Linked DNA regions of Oryctolagus cuniculus: regions 2 and 3 are each linked to region 1. The links are chromatin contacts, called in public Hi-C and Micro-C maps. All regions are on one chromosome and are shown on one strand. The core of a region is the stretch at or near the end of the contact, and the rest is flanking DNA. Distances in the headings are between cores, read along the strand shown. Region 1 overlaps ATG7 (autophagy related 7). Region 2 overlaps TAMM41 (TAM41 mitochondrial translocator assembly and maintenance homolog). Region 3 overlaps TAMM41 (TAM41 mitochondrial translocator assembly and maintenance homolog).

The links. Hi-C and Micro-C count contacts between places; a contact is called where the count stands out from the background.
Region 2: a Hi-C map of an unstated tissue shows a contact between it and region 1, with 5 times the contacts expected there. The contact joins two enhancer-like sites. A contact is called at or near these places in 5 of 6 Hi-C or Micro-C datasets (ear pinna, embryonic fibroblasts, psoas muscle and 2 more).
Region 3: a Micro-C map of ear pinna shows a contact between it and region 1, with 18 times the contacts expected there. The contact joins two enhancer-like sites. A contact is called at or near these places in 2 of 6 Hi-C or Micro-C datasets (ear pinna and an unstated tissue).

The regions. Positions count from the first base shown.
Region 1 is chr10:115,737,932-115,740,494 of mOryCun1.1, forward strand. ATG7 (autophagy related 7) reads right to left here. Exons shown (of 20, transcript XR_011379656.1): 18 at 1,547-1,627. Among named protein-coding and RNA genes, the nearest start is that of ATG7, 99 kb to the right of the region's middle. Within about 2 kb of position 1,285, at least 1 of the 8 cell types and tissues checked has an H3K27ac peak or open chromatin away from gene starts, as enhancers often do.
Region 2 is chr10:115,358,593-115,361,155 of mOryCun1.1, forward strand. All of the region lies in intron 3 of TAMM41 (TAM41 mitochondrial translocator assembly and maintenance homolog), which reads left to right. Among named protein-coding and RNA genes, the nearest start is that of TAMM41, 12 kb to the left of the region's middle. Within about 2 kb of position 1,274, at least 1 of the 8 cell types and tissues checked has an H3K27ac peak or open chromatin away from gene starts, as enhancers often do.
Region 3 is chr10:115,393,920-115,396,482 of mOryCun1.1, forward strand. The region is part of intron 7 of TAMM41 (TAM41 mitochondrial translocator assembly and maintenance homolog); the gene reads left to right. Among named protein-coding and RNA genes, the nearest start is that of VGLL4, 28 kb to the right of the region's middle. Within about 2 kb of position 1,287, at least 1 of the 8 cell types and tissues checked has an H3K27ac peak or open chromatin away from gene starts, as enhancers often do.

The sequences.
Region 1 (2,563 bases), core at 35-2,534:
GAGCCCCCTCACCTACTCTGTTAGGAGATTATCAGGAGCCCCCTCACCTACTCTGTTAGGAGATTATCAGGGAGCCCCCTCACCTACTCTGTTAGGAGATTATCAGGAGCCCCCTCACCTACTCTGTTAGGAGATTATCGGGAGCCCCCTCACCCGCGTGCTCTCGTGCCTCTTGCCAGCGCTAACTGCTCAGAGTGAGAACCCAGGCGTCTTTGCGTTGCACTCACAGCACCCGATTATCTTTATTTCACTGGCCAGCCAGGCCTACAAAATGCATAGAAAAACTTCTGGCGCCTGTGCCAAATGATTTCCATACAAAAATCAATCCTGTCAAGTTATTCTGAGACCAATCTACTCAGCCATTCAAGGAAAAAAAAAGAAAAGAAAGCACCCCTCTAAAGAGCACACAACCCCCAAACTTGTATTTCTCAAGACAGAGCCACACCGGACTCCCCGAGACCCTGCCGTGCGCAGATGTGCGGTATCTCAAAGAGCCAAGAGGCGCAGGAACACACTCACTCTCACACGCAATCACTGACCGACAGTGAGCTCCAAACCTCAGCGCGGGCGCTTGCGATCCATGACGACGACACGGGCTTAGCTTACTTTTGAAGCACAAATAAATTCTGGAGCATCTAAGTTTAACCAAACTTCTCAACAGTGTTCATCAAATCTGAGCTCAATTTTCACTGAAACTTGTCAGGACCGTTCTCCTAAGACAGGACCCAAGAAGAGTTTTCCGAAGAAGCCTGCCAACTCAGACCATTTCTCTAGGACGGAATTCCTTCCACCCTGCCAGATTCAGGGTGCGGGGCACCGAGACCCCTGGTTCTAACAGGGAGGCCGCGGTTTGGCCCCAGGACCATGACACTGTTTTGCACAGAACTCTAACACGACTATCTGTGCTTATACAGAAACTCCTGAGTTTTTAAAGCCCAGGTTAAACCACTGGGTGTTAGAAGGCTTAAAAGGACACCCAAAAGGAAATCAGCTATCATACTGAGTATACATGTAAAAATAACTCCGACAGTTTCTCAAAGCCTATTAAAAAATGAGATGCCATCACTGTAGCTGTGAGATACACCAGCCGGTTCCCATTACTGCTCGCGCTATTTTTAGAGCCTCTGCAAAGATCAAAGGCGAAGGGGCCCTCTCCAGGCCCCTAATCTCTGCCTATGCTTCCTCGGTCAGGCCTTGGTCTCCCAAGGAGGCATGGCGGGGCTGCCTGCAAACAACCCCTGTCCCCGTCCACTCCCATCCACTCTGTGAGAAGGGGGTGGTCAGAGACCAGCGAAGTTCAAGGTCAAGCCAAAATGCCTGCCGTGCGTGCTTCAGCACAGAGCACACTGGCTCGGCTTCTTCTGTCCACTGCCCATGCAGTCTCCACAGGCCACTTCTCGGTGAGAACAATACAATGAGCACAGTGTCCTTTTCCAGTGTTAGGACCCCACTCCTCCCCCACACAAAGGCCGGGGTTGGTTTTCTTGGCTCTGGCTGGTGGGAGGTGGCCGGGCTCGCTCTGGGGCTGAGAGGCAGGACCACTTACTTTGGAAGAACAAGCGGTGCATTTGTCGAACGCCAGGCTGACGGGAAGGACGTTATCAAACCGGGACAGAAATCCCCGAATCTAAAAACAAACAGAATGAAGAATTCACATCACGCTGGGGAAGGCCCCATCTCTGAAATGCACTTCTGGGTCCTGGCATGATGGACATGGCTTCTCTCCCATAGATGTGAGAGTTGGACGTGGGATAAATGAAAACTTATTCAATTTGATGTTAGGTGGGGTCTCACAAGGGGAGATGGGCTGGGGACCAAGGAAGGCAGAGACAGTCCAAAATACATATCCAGTTGACTTGGAGCAAACTTCAACAGCAACATATTGACGAGGAAATGGCACCACCTAGTGCACACACTTGTGTACTACAGCTGGTTTACATGCAGACACTATCAGTTTTAACCATTCTCTTTATTCACAAAACTGTACTAGCACTATTATCTATTCACAGTATTATGCCTGGACAACTATATTTACATCAAAGTGCTTTTTAAACCTATAGAATGGCATTAAAGTGTTTTACTAAAAATACAAATGGCAAAAAAAAATTTTTTTTGGACAGGCAGAGTTAGACAGTGAGAGAGAGACAGACAGAAAGGTCTTCCTTTTCCGTTAGTTCACCCCCCAAGTGGTCGCTGCAGCTGGTGCACTGCGCCGATCTGAAGCCAGGAGCCAGGCGCTTCCTCCCAGTCTCCCATGCAGGTGCAGGGCCCAAGGACCTGGCCATCCTCCACTGCACTCCCTGGCCACAGCAGAGAGCTGGACTGGAAGAGGAGCAAGCAGGACAGAATCCGGCGCCCCAACCGGGACTAGAACCCGGGGTGCCAGCGCCAAAGGCAGAAGATTAGCCAGCCGAATGGCAAAATTTCTCAAGACTCCACAGCACTCAGCATCTGCACTCAGACAAACATGCATCTCCTGTGGGTTAATTCACTGCACCTTCCCAACCCTGCCATTTTATGTTGATAAAACAGCCTCAAAAAGGGGAAGGCACTTGGCTGAGGA
Region 2 (2,563 bases), core at 24-2,523, 380 kb before region 1:
TTTAAAGGGAGTTACATTGTCTTAAGTTTCATAATTATCTTAAAATTTTGCAAATTTTTTAAAAAATTTATTTATTTATTTGAAAGTCAGAGTTACAGAGAGAGAAAGACAGAGACAGAGAGATCTTCCAAGTACTGGTTCGCTCCCCAGATAGCCATAACAGCCAGTCCTGAACCAAATGGAAGCCAGGAGCCCGGAGTTTCTTCCAGTACTCAGTGCATGGCAGAGGCCCAAGCACACGGGCCATCCTCTGCTGCTTTTCCCAGGGTGTTAGCAGGGAGCTGGATTGGAAGCAGGGCAGCTGGGACTGGAACCAGCACTCATGTGGAATACTGGTTTCACAGGTGGCAGCTTAATGTGCTGTGCCACAACACCAGCCCCACTGTTTTCTTCTTAAAAACATTCTTTACTTTTTATAAGTTTTGTGCATGTGTGTTGGATCCTTCTGTCATGTTATTCTAAAGGTATGCAGAGTCTTTGAAAAGCTCGTGGAAATACATGTTATCAAAAAGGTGAATGGATTTCCAAAATGTTTGCACCAAAATAAACTTCTCTTTTAATTCAGTTTTCCACGAAACTTCTCTTTGGAAGATCCCTCACATTGATAATTTTGCTTGAATTTTTAAAGCGTTAACAGAGTTGGTATCTACCATCGTATTGAGAGGATTTTAATTTATTTGCATCTTTGAAGTACAATTCATACATCACACAGCTCAGCCATTTGAAGTGCACAGTTCAGTGGCTTTGAGCGAATTCATGGGGTTGTACAGCCATCACCTTCCCATAGCTTCATTGACTGTGAATGGAAAAGTCCCTGAAGTGGGAATCGGAGAGCCAGTCTTGGCTGTGAGCCGCTGTGAGCAAGTGCTGGGGCCTTTGGCCTTTGAGATGAGAAGATTGAGTCATCCGTTTTGCCGTTCAGAGAACAGCCATCTCCTTCTCTGGTGTGCCGAAGGAATGGCAAAGTCCTAAGAGAGGCTAAACTGGGGGTCTCCCAGGCTAAATCGAGGGTCCTCTGGCTCTCAGGGGTCCCCCGGCTCTGATGTCCATTGTTTCTTCTTCGACCTCAAGCAGCGACTGAGAACAAGTCACCGTCCTGGTGGTTGAGGATGAGAGCCGCTGGGTCGGGCTGCACTCCCCGCAGCTCGAGCAGTGTCCCTGTGACCACCTGTGACCCTCTGTACTCACAGATCTCCCCTGTGAACCTCCTCCCAGCCCCGCCTCCCTGCATCACAGAGCTCGTTGCCTGTGGCCAGGGACTCTGTGCAGCGTTGCCGATGCAGTTCAGGTCAGGCCACTCCCGGTCACACACAAACGGCTGCTCCCAAGTCTGAGGACTCTCCTTTTCCCAGGCCTCTCTGGCAGTGCCCCAAGAGCTCTCTGGCTTCTCCCTCTGCACAACAAATAGTGGTGCCGCTGAGACCAGTTCCTGGTTCACCTATCACCGAAGACCCAGATCAGCACAGTGCCAGGACCTTCTGAATTGACATTTTTCCTTTCAGTAAGGATGCTTTTATGTTCACTCTCTTAACCTTAAACTGGCAAGCAGACGGCTTTCTTACAAAGCAACTAGGACAGCTTTCTCGGACAACGAGTGGTGTTTTGTTAACCAGGAAAATGTCCCCAAACTTAACCCTTTCCATCTCTGAGTTAGTAGCATCCCCACAGAGCTTGTCATTGCAGTGAGTTTCTATAAAACCACCCAAGAAACAAAGGGTGAAGAACCACTGAGAAGCAGATATGTGGGCGTTGCAGGGCTGTGGAGCCCTGGACAGATCAGGGACCTGGGTCCTGGGCCGGTGGGTGACCGCTTGTCTTGGGGAAATCTTTGTACGCCTCTGAGCCTCAGTAAATGACGAGGTCACCCTCTTAGATCCGTGGTTCGATATGGAATACAAGGTTTGGAAAAATTATTCAAGGAATAAACATAGGAGTTACAGTACCTTAAAATCTGCTCTAATCATCTTTCAAGATAAATCAAACAGAATACATCCTTAGCTGAATGCATGAGAACAATTTAAAACATTGAGAGCTTGATTGACAGAGTCTGAGGTGTTACCCTGATTCCTGCCATCAACTTGGGCATCCTTAGGAAACGCACCTCCCTGCACTGTCCCTTGGTTCAGCTCTCTGCGGATGATTGCAGTAACACTAAACTCACCCCAAGTGCTGAATTTTTTTTTTAAGTTTTCATTTCTTTTTTTTCCTTTTTTTTAAGATTTATTTATTTATTTTAGAGGTAGCGTTACAGGCAGAGAGAGGGAGAAACAGAAAAGGAGGTCTTCCATCTTCTGGTTTACTCCCCAAATGGCCACAATGGCCAGAACTGGGCTGATCCAAAACCAAGAGCCAGGAGCTGCCTCCAGATCGCTCATGTGGGTGCAGGGGTCCAAGCAGTTGGGTCATCTACCACTGCTTTCCCAGACCATAGCAGAGAGCTGGATCAGAAGAGGAGCAGCCGGGACACAAACCAGCACTCATATGGGATGCTGGCACTGCAGGTGGAGGCTTAACCTCCTACACCAGGCTCCAGCCCTAAAGGTTTAGTTAAGGTCTGTGGAGT
Region 3 (2,563 bases), core at 37-2,536, 340 kb before region 1:
TTTTTTTTAAATCCATCATCTTCATCTCCTCACACCTCCAAGCCAAAGTCGGGCCTTGTTTTCTTAGCACGCATTCTTTCTGTTCGCCAGCAGGGGGCAGTGAATCACACAAGCGGCCCCCGGAGTTCCTGGTGTCTGGGACTGCCTGTGCTCCCTCCCCTCCACTTGGGCGGTGGAAGCGCAGAGCAATGTGGCCACGCCTCCCTTGGGCAGCCTTGCGCTCACAAAGATCCCACCTTCATGCACCCTTTATGCTGACACTCAGTTAAATTCAGGGACGTGGCAGGAGCTAAGCTCAGGGTCCCAGAGGGTGGACCCTACGTTCTAGTCGTTGGTTGTCCCTCTGTTACCTTACCGTGTTAACTGGCCTCTTTTCCCTGCCGCAGAGGGGATACTAATACCCAACCCCCAAGGTATTCCACGGCTTACCCAGGCGTCCAGTGTGTTGGTACCTTGTCCCTGATGGGTGTTTTGTACACGTGGACGAGGCTGTCGGTCTCTAGGAAACCTGGAAGCCAGGCCTCCCTGTGCAGCTCGGAGGGCTGCCCTTCCTGGTGGCCAGTGTGTTCTGCGGCCTGACCCTGGTGGCCAGTGTGTTCTGCGGCCTGACCCTGGTGGCCAGTGTGTTCTGCGGCCTGACCCTGGTGGCCAGTGTGTTCTGCGGCCTGACCCTGGGGGCCAGTGTGTTCTGCGGCCTGACCCTGGGGGCCAGTGTGTTCTGCGGCCTGACCCTGGGGGCCAGTGTGTTCTGCGGCCTGACCCTCAGTCTGTAGCAGTAGCCCTGGAGTGCCCTGACTCAGGTGCACCTGTCGTGGGCCGATGTGGGTACCGAAAGGCCGCTTGCAAAGCCGAGTGCTGTTTTTCTTTTCCTCTTCCCAGGGAGTTTCTTATTTAGAAAATCGTGTTGACATCTCCGGCTGTGCTATTCGTATGACAGCGTAATCCCCATCTGGGCACCCGGGCAGACCCGGGGTCACAGGGCCCAGGAAAGTCACCTCCCGTTCCGGCCCACGCCTCCTGTGGTGGCAGCGGCGGATGGTGTCCCGTCTCAAACCAGCGCCGAGTGGCCAGCTGGGCGAGTTGTCCTGTTCTGAGCAGCCAGCCTGTGTGCGGGGTCTCGCCTGACTGGAGAGAAGGGGTGGCGGCTCTCTGGGCTCTGATGTGGCAGCAGGGAGGTGAGAGGGGCTGAATCTGGTGATCCGACCGAGCCGTGGGCAGGAGCCAGGCGCACGGAGGGCCTTCAAGCTGCATTGAGGGACCCGGAGCTTTTCTCAAGGGCGGAGGGAAGCCTCTGATGGGTCGTGGAGGCGCATGGCAGCCAGGGAGCCGAGAGGGGCGGAGGGAGCTACGGCTGCCACCGCACGGGCAGCCAGGTCTGCCTGCCAGCAGCCCGAGCCCAGGTGGTTGTGGTGCCCACCGAGAGGAGAGACCGCAGCAGCAGTGAGGCGGCAGCGGGCAGGAGTTGGGGAAGGAAGGCATGGGGGTGAGGGAGGCCCCGAGGTGCGAGGGAGGTCCGCGGAGGGGGAGGGATTAGATGTGTGAAGTCTCGCTCTCCCCCCGCCCCGCCCACCTGACTTTCTGGTCAATCAGAAGTAATTGTGGGGGCAGAGGCCTGTTTACCTCTGGGGTTTCAAAAGATTCGCCTGAATTAAGAAGACAGGTCTAGTCTTGTTCCTTAAGAGCTGCTGGCCTGCCTCGGTTGATCCTTAGGAGCACTTGCCTGAAACGTGGGAGGATAGGTCGGTGTTCGCCCTTCTCTGCTCTCTTGTGACTAAAGCATGTCTTCCGTCTGGGGGAACCTACACACTTAAATAAAAAGAATGCAAAGTAATATCACACAGTTTTCTGGTGATATGTAACACTTACACCTGGAACGCTGTTTCCTCCCTTGAATTTATTTATTTATTTGAAAGAGCTGCAGAGAGAGGAGGAGAGAGAGATACAGAGAGAGAGATCTTTCATCCACTGGTCACTCCCCAAATGGCCACAATGGCTGGGGCTGGGCCAGGTGGAAGCCAGGAGTCAGGAGCTTCTTCCAGGTCTCCCACGTAGGTGCAGAGGCCCAAGGACTTGGGTCACCTTCTGCTGCTTTCCCAGGTGCATCAGCACCCATATGGGATGCTGGCATCGCAGGCGGCAAGTTAACCTGTTACACTACAACACTAGCCCCACATTCATTTATTTGAGAAGCATAGAAACAGAGCGAGAGTCTGATGGTAAGAGAAACTGCCCATCTACCGGCTTACAGTGCCAATGCCCACAGAGCCAGGGCTGGGTGAGGCTGAAGCCAGAGCTGAGAACTCCATCCAGGTCTCCCACGAGAGGCGTCACTGCTGCCTCCCGGGGGTGCATCAGCAGGCAGCCAGAGCCAGAACCTGAGCCCAGGCACTGGGTGTGGACGCGGCCCTCTAAACCAGCAGACGGAATGCCCACCCCGAGCCTGCAGGTCCTTCAAGTGGCTGTACTCTGGCCCCGGAGGAGACCTGCTCTGCAGCTGTGCCCACGGCTGGAAGCTCGTTGGGAGAATGTTGGAGGCTTGCTCGCTTTCTCCCAGAGGGCTGAA